2 separate regions of the Sus scrofa genome follow, and region 1 is linked to region 2. A link is a contact called in public HiChIP or PLAC-seq data. All regions are on one chromosome and are shown on one strand. The core of a region is the stretch at or near the end of the contact, and the rest is flanking DNA. Distances in the headings are between cores, read along the strand shown.

The links. HiChIP or PLAC-seq counts read pairs in DNA pulled down with a chosen protein or histone mark.
Region 1: an H3K27ac HiChIP or PLAC-seq map of skeletal muscle shows a contact between it and region 2. The contact joins two enhancer-like sites. A contact is called at or near these places in 2 of 2 datasets of contacts at active chromatin or transcription factors (alveolar macrophages and skeletal muscle).

The regions. Positions count from the first base shown.
Region 1 is chr9:139,475,289-139,478,396 of Sscrofa11.1, reverse strand. No RefSeq gene overlaps it. Among named protein-coding and RNA genes, the nearest start is that of EGFR, 170 kb to the right of the region's middle. Within about 2 kb of position 1,451, at least 16 of the 83 cell types and tissues checked have an H3K27ac peak or open chromatin away from gene starts, as enhancers often do. A contact at or near this core is called in skeletal muscle, where this site is marked.
Region 2 is chr9:139,334,711-139,337,498 of Sscrofa11.1, reverse strand. All of the region lies in intron 1 of EGFR (epidermal growth factor receptor), which reads right to left. Among named protein-coding and RNA genes, the nearest start is that of EGFR, 34 kb to the right of the region's middle. Within about 2 kb of position 1,273, at least 53 of the 83 cell types and tissues checked have an H3K27ac peak or open chromatin away from gene starts, as enhancers often do. A contact at or near this core is called in skeletal muscle, where this site is marked.

The DNA of each region.
Region 1 (3,108 bases), core at 202-2,701, 140 kb before region 2:
ATGCATTTCATCTGCCAGGTAGGGACTCTTGGCACTTATGCTGCCAGTTCAGACAGGAGAGCTGTAACCTGCGAGGGGTACTGTGCACTGACACGTGGAAGAGCAATGGACAGGACTGCTTCAGTTTTCATCCCTGACGCAGTTTATAAAAATACATAGAAAACGTGTTTCCTAAAGCAGGAATCCTCTTGCCGGACTCTTGCTTGTATACATGCCATCCAAGCACTCTCGCAATCGTCCCGCTATTCACCATCTCCCTTTGTGATCCGCTGCTAAGTCGGCTTTCTCCCCGGCCAGTAAAGGCTGCACAGTGGTTAGAGGCAGGGCGCCAGCAGCCAGCATGCTCACTGCCAGTCCAGCTTTAAGAGGACATGGACTTCCTTTCCTTCCGTTCCCCCCCCTGCCAGGGCTTGGGCACCTACTGCGGACCCTCCCCCAGAAGTCCCAGACCCTCGGCGATGGACCCTGGTGCTCTGTGCTTGGTTTAGGTCCTCAGTCCTGCGGTGCCCACATCTGCAGAATCTGCACATCCACACATCTGTGGCTAATTCCCAGTCCCGTGGCTCTTGGCCGGGACTCTACATCAGAATGACTTTAGGAGATTAACAAAGTATAAATCCTAGGTTTCATCGGCCTGAGTGAGACATGGCTGGGCCTCAAGATCTTCAAAAGCTACCCCACCCCAACTCTACCGTACGGCGCAGCTGAGAACCCCATCTCAAGGGCTGGAAGCCCATCGGTGGCATTGGTCAAATGTGGTAAACATTACAGGGAGGCTCTGCGGGTATTTCTAGGCCGTATCCTAAGTGCATATCCACTGCCCATACACACATGAAACAACGTGCATCAAGGTCAGACTGGCACACATAAACCAACAAAGAGCTGTTACTGTTTTTCTCGAATAAGCTGAATTTGTCTATTAGCGGTAACAGACAATAATTCTTTCCCACTGAACTGCCCCAGAGTCAACAGGACCTGCCGCAGATCAAGACGAAGCCAGGTGTGCTTGTTCCTTCTTGAAGACATGTAAAAACAGCTCCCTTCATCAGGACTGTGATCTGGCCTGGCTCTGCGAAAGCGGTGTGCCTTTCTGAGAGAGATGTCTGCTTCACTTAAATCCCTTTCAACAAAAATTTCAGGTTCAAATTTTCATTCTCTTGCAGTCTTTCTAAACTGTTTGCTTTTGTAGAAAAATGAGTTTTCCTAAAAATATACCTTACAAAGTTCAGTGCTCAGAAAAGTTACAAAAATAGACTTACATGTAAAAATGCTGTCTGCGTGTGTCTGCAATAGTACCAAAAGATGTGTCCCTGCTATTGCTGGTGTGACGGGTGACAGAGGCAAGGGTTTCTATTCAGAAAGGTTCTACGGCCCCAGCAAGGAAGTAAGCAGGTCAGGGTGTAATGTGCTCATCACAAGAGAGAAATGCAGAACAGACCAAGTTCCAGCGAGCAGCTCTCCCTCTGGGGCCGGAAACGGAATGTTCTAGCTGGCTTCTTAGAAAATGAAACTGTCTGGGGCTTCATCAAGGCTCAGATTTTCAGGATGAGCTGGCTTCTGTGACAAGGCAGCCGAGGCTCCTAGCGGCCACGTCCAGGCATAAAGCCTGGGCTGCTTCTGGTCCTGCCTCGCGACTCTTTCACAGGTCTCTCTGACTCTGCCCTGACCTGGGAGCATGGTGTAGACGCAGAGGCCAGCACAACTGAAGTGACCTTCAGGGAAGGGGTTCGACTCTGGCTTCCCACGTGGGGAAGCCCCGGGATTCCAGTTCCATTGGTCCTGTTATGCCCACCGGGGACCCCAATGGGCAGCGAGGGTGAGGGCCTCGAGTCACTGTAACTCCACAGCCTCACGCCCCAGGCGCACAGCCCCGGCCTGCGCTGGGTGCACCAGGGGCCCAGGGCCAGCGGACCCTGCCAGCACTTCCTCGGCACCAGCTGCCTCCCAAAATGGAGCTCAGCAGGGTCACTGGGGGTGCTCAGAAAGTCCCTGGGCCCAGGCAGCACCTGAGACAAATTCCATCACTCCCACTCCCCAGAGCAGCCGGCCTGGGAACCGCTGCCTTCGTACTTTGTGATCCATGGCTCACACGTATCTGCACTTTTGGCAGAGGAGGGGCTAAAGCTCAAAATTAAGAAATACCTAAGCATTTGGAAGATTCATCTCGGTCCTCTCGAGGTGACAGAGCTACTTTTCATAGAGCTTGATGATGACAGGGACCCTTAAGGAGTCTGTGAGAAGATTATATAAGGCCCATGGCACAGCGGACCCTTGAATGACTCAGGGGTTGGGGTGCTGTCCCGCCAACCTATAACCTTGCCACTGGCCCGCTTGAGCCACTGGGTTTTTTTAATCCACAGACTCAACTAAGTGGGGTCGTGTAGTGCCATCCTGTTCACTATTGAAAAAAAAATCCACCCACACCATTCAAACCTGTGTTGCTCAAGGGTCAGCTGTAAATGTTAGCTTCTAACTCTTACCATCCCCTGATCTGTCTCCAAAGGCCAGACATGGAGCTGGCCTTCCAGGACCTGGCCAAGGAAGAAACAGTGGACTGGCTCTCCGTGGGGCCTCAGGGCCTGGTGTCAGCTAGGAGAACCAAAGTGACAAGTGGCAGCTTTGGGATCGGGCCAGAGCCACGACGTAGGAATCCCGCAGCCCTAGGAGCCCCACTCCTGACCGCCAGGGACCTCTGGCCCTGAACCTCCCTGGACAGAGAAAGAACATTTGGGAAACTCAATCCTAAGAGAATTTAGCAGTTAGATTTCATGCAGGAAGCTTGAAATACAAAGAAAAAAAAAGCTTGACTAGCTCTTGCTCTTTTATTACATTATAGTAAAATATCTCAAATTACAAAAATGCTAGGATTTTCCTGCTGGGTCAGCATGTCACTGACCTCCCAAGCTCTGGGGCTTGAGGACACAACAAGTGACAGTAGAATGCGAATCATTCTCTCTCTCTGTGCTGGTAACTATCTCGCTGGCGGGCTTTCCTTCTGAGGAGAGTAAATAACAAACGTGGTTTGGTGAAAAGGGCATCAAATTTCAGATTCTTAGGAATGTTAGTTAACCTTCCAGGAATCACCTTGTAGTCCCCCGGGGGAGGGAC
Region 2 (2,788 bases), core at 24-2,523:
ACGATGAAGCGACGACGCCCTGAGGAAGCCACAAGGAGCAAGGCCAGAGCGCACGGCGAGGGTGGGAACAGAGCTGTGGAGCCACCTCTGGGTCCAGGGTGTGAGCCGCCCAGAGCTCCAGGCCTCAGAGGAAGTTCGGGGCACGGGGTACCGAGATGCGGGTCCAGGGTCCGAGTGTGCTGAGAGGCCCTGCCGGCGGGTAGACCTGACCCAGGCCGCTCCTGTCAGGGCGAGATCGGCTCTTCTGCACAAGGGCTCCTGTCCTCAGGCGCTGTGTCACACCACAGTCACACCAACAGGAGGGCAACTAGGGCTGAACCCTGAGAAATTCGCTCAAGGTCAATGAAGGTCGAGCTGGGCTGGACTGGCGAGGCCAGGTACCTGCTCCAGGGCGGGCGCTCAGCCCCGGGGGGCGGGGGGGGGGGTCCACGAGAGGCCAAAGCAGGGGACCCCGGGCACTCAGACCTTCCAGAAAGGGGGGGGTGGGGAACCGGGGCAGAGAACAGAGGCGAGTGGCAGCAGCCCCGGGGCCCGACTTTCCTCTTCCAGGGCCGCCAGGAGGCCCCACGCGCCCGCGCGGATCAGCTGCTGATGACCGAGGAATCGGTCCACGGAGGGAAGGAGGGCGCCTGCCTTTTTCTCAAGCTGGGGGAGTGAAAACTCTTCCTCAGAACTCCTTTGGGAACTGGGTCTGTCTGCTTCAGACGAAACCAGCTCATAGTAAAGCAGAGCTGTTAAGAGCTTGGAAAACAGAAACCAGAAAACAAAGCGTGAGAGCTCATGTGATCACCTGATGCAAGAGACGCCAGCCCAGTGAGGTCACCTGGGACCTGGCTGGGTTGGGGCAGGAGCTGGCAGGCAAGCCCTCGGGGGAGGGGCGGGGGTGGGGGGGAGGTGGTCAGAAGCCTCAGACTTGCCACCCTCTGCATTTGAATTGTAACCTCAGCTTTTGGCCTCAGGCAGCTGGTTAACAGTTACTTAAGCCACGTTTCCCGTTTCCCCGAGGCCCAGGCGGGGCCTCGTGAGGGCTCCCGGCCGGCCTTCCCGCACACCCCCCCCCCCCGACCCCCCGACCCCGGCCCCAGGGAGCCAGCACGGCTCCGGAGGGAATCGCGGAGCTTCCGGTGCACCGCAGCCTCTGGGTCGCTGCGCAAGTCCCGCGCAGAATGCCGGCCCGGGCGCGGGAGGCTCCGGAGACCAGAGGCGGCTGAGCCAGAGCATCTCCACCAGCAGCCGCAACCGGACGCCCAATGGGCGGGCACTGGGGACCAGGCACCTCCTTGGAGCCGAGGCACGGAGCTGGGCTCATGTCTAGAGGCGCCTCCACTCTTCCGGGGCGGGGGAGGGGGGGGAGTCTCCCAGCCCCTGACTCCGGGGACAGAACGCCTGCAGGAGTCTGGCCGTGAGGTCTTATTTACTCAAAGTCGTGGCTCTGAAACATGTCAGGGAACCACAGGGATTTTCCTTGACTAAGCAAAACCCGTATTAAGCTGGTAATAATGAGAACAGCCTGCTGGAAGAATGTGCAGCAGAGCGCATTTTCTCCCGACCTAAGAAAGTGAAAATAACATATTTCTCATCAAAATTGCGTCCCTAGATGCTAGCTGGGGGGGGGGGATCTCTGGGGGTTGGGAACCCACGTTTTCTTCTCTTGTCCTCTCCCAGTCACAAGTTAGCCCTGTCTTTGGAGCCCCGCAGAGCTGAGCAGCTTGGGTGCAGAGACCCCAGGAGTCAGAGCCCAGAGCACAAGCTCTCCCAGGCTGTTCCCCCAGGACGGGCCCTCTGAAGGCCTGTCGAATTCCAGGGCAGTGCTGCCAGCCACCACCACCCCACTGGGAGCTGGGGCCCCAGCCCTTTCCACACGGCCTGCCCAGCCTCTGTTCCCTGGCCATGGACCACAGCCCTCCTGCAAGCAGTGGCACCCCCTCAACCCTGGGGCGCAGGCAGTGGTCCCCCTCCTGGCTCCTGCGCAGGACTGTCTCCTGAGGTTTCTGGGGAGGGCATCATTCAGTTTGCTTTCAGAGGAGCGCGACCAGCATGGGCCAGGTCGGCTCTAGCATCATCATTACTATTAAGGGTTGATTGATGACCAAGACACAAGTCTGAGGTTTGAAGAACGTGGAGAGTTAAAAACTGCAGGGCTCAGGCCAGGCCGTCAGAGACCCAGGCGCACAGTGGGGCTGCGGAACCCATTTCTCCACACGTTTCTAATTCCTGAGCAAAGTGCGTCAAAGGGGACGTCCGTGTCAGTCTGCTTTGCAAGGCTCACAGCTGACTGCTTCTCATTGTCAGTGCCCGCCCAGGGTCCCCCACGGCACCCCGGGAAGGGGAACCTTCATCTTATCTTACAGGAGAGAAAACTGAGGCCCAGGCCAAGGCCTGCAGGACTTGAGCAAACTCACGGTCAAAGGAAGCCCCCCAGAGCTGGGGTCGGAGTTCTCCCTTGGCCCCCAGCACCCCGTCCATCAGTGGTGCCGGGCTCTGAGCCTGCGCAGGTGAAGCTCGGGCGAGTTCTGCCCTCGGGAGCTGACGGTCTAGCTGGAGAGACACTTGGAGAGCAAACAAATACTCCGCAAGGTGAGAAAGGGCTTATAAAGGAAGATGCAGGACAAGCTTGCCCAGTAGAGGGAACAGCTTGTGCAAAAGCCCTGGGGGAGTAAGAGCTTCAGTTTGAGAAACAAAGCAGCAGCCGGTGTGGCTGGAGCCTAGTGACCCAGGGGTCAGAGGGTTAACAAGACACTGGCGGGGGCCGGGGGCGGGGGCCACAAAGGGAGGTGTGCATAAGTGC